Regions from separate parts of the Macaca mulatta genome. Here region 1 is linked to region 2. The links are chromatin contacts, called in public Hi-C maps. All regions are on one chromosome and are shown on one strand. Each heading gives the region's core, a stretch centred on a gene start, on an enhancer-like site or on the middle of the called end of the contact. The rest is flanking DNA. Distances are from core to core; before and after follow the strand shown.

Region 1 (3,720 bases), core at 957-3,456, 140 kb after region 2:
AGGTTGCAGTGAGCTGAGATGGTTCCACTGCACTCCAGCCCGGGCAACAGAGCAAGGCTCCGTCCTCCAAAAAAAAAAAAAAAAAAAAGGCGGGGGACACGGTGGCTCACCCCTGTGATCCCAGCACTTTGGTAGGCCAAGGCAGGCAGATCCCGAGGTCAAGAGATCGAGACCATTCTTGCCAACATAGCAAAACCCTGTCTCTACTAAAAATACAAAAATTAGTTGAGTGTGGTGGTGCACACCTGTAGTTCCAGCTACTTGGGAGACTGAGGCAGGAGAATTGCTTGAACCAGGGAGGCAGAGGTTGCAGTGAGCCGAGATTGCACCACTGCACTCCAGCCTGGGTGACAGAGCGACATTCTGTCTCAAACACACACACACACACACACACACACACACACACACACACAAAAGGGTGTGATTGACCCTTTAACATTTCATGCAGACTTTCCCATCCTGCTCCCCGCCTCAGTGCTGGGGATAGAGGAAGGGCTCTTGAGTGCTGTTGGAACAGCAAGAGGCTGAGAGAAATAGCTAGAAATGGCAGTGAGCATCAGTGAGCTGATAGGAATGAGAGGAGAAGAGCAGAGCTTTCAGCAGAGGCCAGGGATGCTAGAGGGCATGGAGGTGGAGGAGAGAGAGGCTAAGGGGCTAGGGCCAGAGCTAAGAACGGCTGTTCAGGGAGGGAAGTGGAAAGGTAGGCGGGAGTGGGAGGGTTGGGGAGAGGTAGTGGGAGGCTCATTGTCCCAGTAGGGGGAAGTCTTTTGTTTCCTCTCTTCCCCTGACAGCCTGGCAGGATATGAGGCCAAGCCCCCCCATGCCAGCATCCCTGCACCCACTAGACTACACTGTGGCCCCTTCCCTGACTATTGTGTCCTGGCTGGGAATAGGGGCAGGGGGAGGCAGGAGGCTGGCTCTAGGAGGGAAAGTAAGAAGGACTATTTGTGGCTGGAGGCTAGGATACCAGGGTCCGGAAGGGACAAGAAGCTCTTGGGCTGGTTAGGGGAGCTTGGCACAGAAAGGTCTGTGTGGGGAGGAGCAGGAAGCCAGGCCGGGTGGAGCCAGCACCGAGGGTAGCAGGTCGGGCCAGGGGAAGGTAGGCCGAGCCCCAGAGGAGATGACGCAGGGCCTCAGGCCTCTCCCAGCCCCCACTCTTCCAGCCTGGGGACTAGAGAGCGCACCTGAACCTCAGAGAACCCACCCCCCCTCCATTCCCTAAGGCTGACATCACCCCATGCGCCACAGCCCGGCAACCTGTCTGGCCAGAGCCTTCCACATCCAGCTGCTGCCCGGATACCCTCCCTCCCCAGGATCCAGGGGTCCGGCCTCGCACTGCTGCCCTCTAGGAACCCTGGAATTTCATCCCTCCCCTCGGCTCACTCCTGGGCCGTTTTGCCCCATCAGCTGTTCTTGCAGGAAAGGCGCCCAGCTCAGCTCGCCTCTCTTCCCGAGAGTCTTTTGTTTGCTGGGTCTGCAGGAAATTGGAGGGGCGGTGGCCAAGGGCTCATCTGCCCCTGGGACCTGGGGGAGGCGGCCCAGATTCACCAGACTTAATCCTGGGGAGTTTACAGCAGGAATGGGGTGGGGGAGGGTGGGGGTGAAGTGGGCGGATCTCCAGGAAATTAGCATTTAAGGCCTAACTCTGAGAGTGCCATTGGATCTCCTTGTCCCCTCAGAGCAGATGGGGCATGTGTGTGTTCCAGGATCGGGGATCCCTATAAGTGAGGGCTGGGGGGCCACTCTGAGGTCACCTAATAGGTTGACAGGGGCGTTGACACCAAGGGAGAGAATCTCTGATACTGAATCCCACAATCTCCTCTATTTCTATACACGATTTTTAAAAATAGAGATACGGGCTCGCTATGTTGCCCAGGCTGGTCTCGAACCTCTCGGCTCAAGCGATACTCTCGCCGTGGCCCCGCAAAGCGCTGGGATTACAGGCATGAGTCACTGCGCCCAGTCCCACAATCCGTCTTTTACACGCCTGGGATCCTGGGGATGAAAAGAGGTGGGGAGGCAGGTCGGACCAAACCGTCTTTGAGAATTATTATTTTTTCCATTAAAAAATGGTGGAGGGGACGACCCGCACGCAGCCCCACAATTCGCGCCTTCCCAGGACGCAACCGTAGAAAAGGCGGCGGCGTGGACGCTCTGGCGGGCCGGCGTCCTCTCGTTGGTTGCCCTCTCTCTGAAGCCATCTTGGGCGCCGCCATCCTTCCTTCCCGGCAGTCAGTCACGAGAGCAGCACGCCCCAGGCCTCCGACTGCTGGCGTGCAGTGGGGCGGATTCTGGAGAGTTGCAGCAGCCACCGTGAATGTTTGGTTTTTCCAGGCGCAGGGCAGTAGCGAAGAAAACTGAAGCTCCTGTTTCGTAGAGCTTAACTTCCTTTCGTTTTTGAGATAGGATCTCTCTCTGTTACCTACGCTGAGTGCATGGGCACGATCATAGCTCATTGCAGCCTCGAACTCCTGACCTCAAGTGATTCTCCACCCTTGGCCTCCCAAAGTGTTGGGATTAGAGGCCTGAGCCACCGAGCTCGTCCTGAGCTTAACTTTCTATTGGGAGTAGGCAATCAATGAACAAGATACATAAACAATATATATCAGTTAGATGGTGTTAAGTGCTATGGAGGAAAAAAAATAGGAAAAAGGGAGGAGGTACGATGGTTTAATTTTATTTTTATGTATTTATTTTTGAGACGGAGTCTCACTTTGTTACCCAGGCTGGAGTGCAGTGGTGCAATCGCGGCTCACTGCAACGTCCACCTCCCAAGTTCAATCAATTCTCCTGCCTCAGCCTCAAGAGTAGCTGGGATTACAGGTGTGTGCCACCACGCCCGCCCAGCTAATTTTTGTTTTTAGTAGAGACGGGTTTCACCATGTTGGGCAGGCTGGTCTTGAATTCCCAACCTCAGGTGATCCGCCTGCCTCGTGATTCCAAAGTGCTGGGATTGCAGGCGGGACCCACCACGCCCAGCCAATTTTATTTCATCTATTAATTTTTTAAAAAATTTATTTCGGCCGGGCGCGGTGGCTCAAGCCTGTAATCCCAGCACTTTGGGAGGCCGAGACGGCTGGATCACGAGGTCAGGAGATCGAGACCATCCTGGCTAACCCAGTGAAACCCCGTCTCTACTAAAAAATGCAAAAAAAAAAACCTAGCCGGGCGTGGTGGCGAGCGCCTGTAGTCCCAGCTACTCGGGAGGCTGAGGCAAGAGAATGGCGTAAGCCCGGGAGGCGGAGCTTGCAGTGAGCTGAGATCCGGCCACTGCACTCCAGCCTGGGCGACAGAGCGAGACTCCACCTCAAAAATAAATAAATAAATAAATAAATAATAAAAAATTTATTTCAATTTTTAAATTTTTTTGTGGAGACAGTCTTGTTATGTTGCCCAGGCTGGTCTCACACTCCTGGGCTCAAGTGATCCTCTTGCTTCCACCTCCCAAAGCTTTGGGATTGTAGCGCCCAGCCATGTGGTTCAATTTTATTTATTTATTTATTTATTTATTTATTTATTTATTTGAGACGGAGTCTCGCTCTGTTGCCCAGGCTGGAGTGCAGTGGCACGATCTCAGCTCACTGCAAGCTCCGCCTCCAGGGTTTACACCATTCTCCTGCCTCAGCCTCCTGAGTAGCTGGGACTACAGGCGCCTGCTACCTCGCCCGGCTAGCTTTTCGTATTTTTAGTAGAGACGGGGTTTCACCGTGTTAGCCAGGA
Region 2 (3,465 bases), core at 411-2,910:
AGCTGACACAGGATGATGGCTTGAGCCCAGGAGTTCAGGGCTGCACTCAGCCATGTTCATGCCACTGCATTCCAGCCTGGGTGACAGAGGAGGACCCTGTCTCAAAAAAATGAAGTAAATTGGCCAGGTGCAGTGGCGTGTGCCTGTAATCCCAGCTACCCAGGAGGCTAAGGCACAAAAATCTCTTGAACCTGGTAGGCGGAAGTTGCAGTGAGCTGTGATCACACCACTGCACTTCAGCCTAGGCAACAGACTGAAACCCTGTCTTTAAAAAAAATAAAAATAAAAGACAAGTTTAGGCTGAGTTAAGCCCAGTGGCTCACACCTGTAATCCCAGCACTTTGGGAGGCCAGGGTGGGAGGATCGCTTGAACTTAGGAGTTCAAAACGAGCCGGGGCCACAAAGTGAGACTCCATCTCTACAAAAAAATTTTTAAAACTCAGCTGTGCGTTGTGGCGCACACCTGTGGTCCCAGCTACACAGGAAGCTGACACAGGATGATCGCTTGAGCCCAGGAATTCAGGGCTGCAGTGAGCCGTGTTCACGCCACTGCACTCCAGCCTGGGTGACAGAGTAAGGCCCTGTCTCAAAAAAATTTAACAAATTGGCCAGGTGCTGTGGCGTGCGCCTGTAATCCCAGCTACTCAAGAGGCTGAGGCACAAGAATCGCTTGAACCTGGTAGGCAGAGGTTGCAGTGAGCTGAGATCACACCACTGCAGTCCAGCCTGGGCCACAAAGTGAGACCCTCTCTCAAAAATAAATAAATGCAAGTTTATAGTCAGAAGCTATACAGCTAGCCATTCAACAAAATGCATGTGCAATATGGTGGGGGAGCTGTTGTGAACATCCCCATTTGAATGCTGGGCAAACAGAGTAGTTCAAGGTCCCCAAAGGATGCAGCAGGTCCTACTCATTTCAGAAGGGAACTCTGTAGAAATCATCCAGTCTGGGCAGAGCCCCCACTCCACTGGCCTGGAGAGCCACGAATACGGCGCGCGTCCTCCCCACCTTGCCCACCAGGGGGCGACAAGTCCCTGTTAAGGGGTCGCGGGCCGCAGAGCTGGTGGGAAATGGTTGAGGGGCGTGTGTGGGTTAGCGTTCCTTGGGGACCCGTGAAGCCTGGGCTTAGGGCCCACAGCGTGGGTCCCCAGCACAGACAGGAGGCGGACAGCTTCCCGTGAACTGCAGGGGAGTCCCGGGACGCTGTCCTCCGGCGAGGTGGGGACCGGCTACGTCCCTCAGTTCCCCCCTCGGTCCTCGGGCCACAGGGACATTAGACTAGGGGGTCAGTTCTTCCAGCCCTGCTCAGGCCTCTTCTGACTAGAGGAGCTGCGACGAACGCGGAGTTCAGGCCTCTTGGCGACCGCGGTCTCCTGAACTCGACCCCCTCCCTGCTCCCATGGGGAAGAACCCCGCCCCTAGAACGGCCTCCCCTCCAGGTGTCTCCCCTACACTACCCCTCCGCCAGCCCTAAGGAGGCCGACCCTGCCCCTTCTAGCACCTCCCCTGCTTGGACCTGGTCCCCGCCCTCGGCCGCCCGCCAGTCCCCGAGGCGTACACGTGGTAGATCCCGTCAGTCCCGGAAGTCTCGCGTTACTCAAATGCCTCGCGCAGTCGCACTTGCCCTCAGGGAAGGGGCGGGGTGAACGGAAGCCGGGAAGGAGATTCGTGGTTCGCGGGGTGCGGGCGCGCGTGCGCACTCCGCAGCCCGTTCAGGACAGCGGCGCTGGCAGGGTGCCCACGAGCCGGCGGGTTGGTTGCGCCCCCATCCTTCTTTCCCTGGGACCTGGGGTCGCGGTTACTTGGGCTGGCCGGCGAACCCTTCAGTGACCTGGCGAGGAGCGGGCCTCGCGCGCCTGGAAGGCTCTGTGGAGCGAAGAGAGTGAGCACGGGAGGGGCGGCGGAGAGGCGCGAGGTTGGGGGAGACGCGGGATCTGGAGGTGGGTAGGAGGGGACAAGGGGCCGGAAGGAAACAGGGATGTCGAGTGTGTCCCCTCTCGGGTGCACCTTTTGTTTTTTTTTTTTTTTTTTTTTTTTTTTTTTTTTTTTTTTTGAGACGGAGTCTCGCTCTGTCGCCCAGGCTGGAGTGCAGTGGCGCGATCTCGGCTCACTGCAAGCTCCGCCTCCCGGGTTCACGCCATTCTCCTGCCTCAGCCTCCCGAGTAGCTGGGACTACAGGCGCCCACAACTGCGCCCGGCTAATTTTTTCTATTTTTAGTAGAGACGGGGTTTCACCGTGGTCTCGATCTCCTGACCTTGTGATCCGCCCGCCTCGGCCTCCCAAAGTGCTGGGATTACAGGCGTGAGCCACCGCGCCCGGCGCACCTTTTGTTTTTGTATTTGTTTCAGACAGCGGCTTACTCTGTTTACCAGGCTAGAGTGCAGTGGCGCGATCCCGGCTCACTGTAGCCTCGAACTCCCGATCTCAAGCGATCCTCCCGCCTCGGCCCGGGTAATTGAAAAAAATTTTCTTAAGACAGGGTCTTGCTGTGTTGCCCAGGCTGGTATCAAACACGCGGGTTCCAGTGATCCTCCCGCCTCGGCCTCCCAAAGTGCTGAGGTTACAGGCGTGAGCCACTGCCGGGCCAGGTGCACCCTTTGTACAGGAAAAGGGGTAGGAAAGGCTTCGAGGTCACTGTGATCCCTCTGATCTCGTCCCTTTCCCATGCCAGGGCACACAGCATGGCAGAAAACCGTGAGCCCCGAGGTACCGTGGAGGCTGAACTGGATCCGGTGGAGTACACCCTTAGGAAAAGGCTTCCCAACCGCCTTCCCCGGAGGCCCAATGACATTTATGTCAACATGAAGACTGACTTTAAGGCCCAGCTGGCACGCTGCCAGAAGCTGCTGGACGGAGGGGCCCGGGGTCAGAACGCGTGCTCTGAGATCTACATTCACGGCTTGGGCCTGGCCATCAACCGCGCCATCAACATCGCGCTGCAGCTGCAGGCGGGCAGCTTCGGGTCCTTGCAGGTGGCTGCCAATACCTCCACCGTGGAGCTTGTTGATGAGCTGGAGCCGGAGACTGATACACGGGAGCCACTGACTCGGATCCGCAACAACTCAGCCATCCACATCCGAGTCTTCAGGGTCACACCCAAGTAGTTGAAAAGACACTCTTGGCCGGGCGCGGTGGCTCACGCCTGTAATCCCAGCACTTTGGGAGGCCGAGGCGGGCGGATCACAAGGTCAGGAGATCGAGACCACGGTGAAACCCCGTCTCTACTAAAAATACAAAAAATTAGCCGGGCGCGGTTGTGGGCGCCTGTAGTCCCAGCTACTCGGGAGGCTGAGGCAGGAGAATGGCGTGAACCCGGGAGGCGGAGCTTGCAGTGAGCTGAGATCCGGCCACTGCACTCCAGCCTGGGCAACAGAGCGTGACTCCGTCTCAAAAAAAAAAAAAAAAGACACTCTTCCACTTATCCCCTCCATGATGTGGCTGTTCGCATGCCGAGTACTGGACC

Evidence for each region. Hi-C and Micro-C count contacts between places; a contact is called where the count stands out from the background.
Region 1: a Hi-C map of cortical neurons shows a contact between it and region 2, with 4 times the contacts expected there. The contact joins the enhancer-like site here to the promoter of POP7 in region 2. A contact is called at or near these places in 4 of 14 Hi-C or Micro-C datasets (cortical neurons, fetal cortex germinal zone, fetal cortical plate and 1 more).

Annotation. Positions count from the first base shown.
Region 1 is chr3:48,050,690-48,054,409 of T2T-MMU8v2.0, forward strand. All of the region lies in intron 1 of SLC12A9 (solute carrier family 12 member 9), which reads left to right. Among named protein-coding and RNA genes, the nearest start is that of EPHB4, 10 kb to the left of the region's middle. Within about 2 kb of position 2,207, at least 32 of the 40 cell types and tissues checked have an H3K27ac peak or open chromatin away from gene starts, as enhancers often do. A contact at or near this core is called in cortical neurons, fetal cortex germinal zone, fetal cortical plate and 1 more, where this site is marked.
Region 2 is chr3:47,916,101-47,919,565 of T2T-MMU8v2.0, forward strand. POP7 (POP7 homolog, ribonuclease P/MRP subunit) reads left to right here and starts at 1,661. Exons shown (of 2, transcript NM_001261725.2): 1 at 1,661-1,883; 2 at 2,674-3,124. The coding sequence starts at 2,684. The coding sequence ends at 3,106.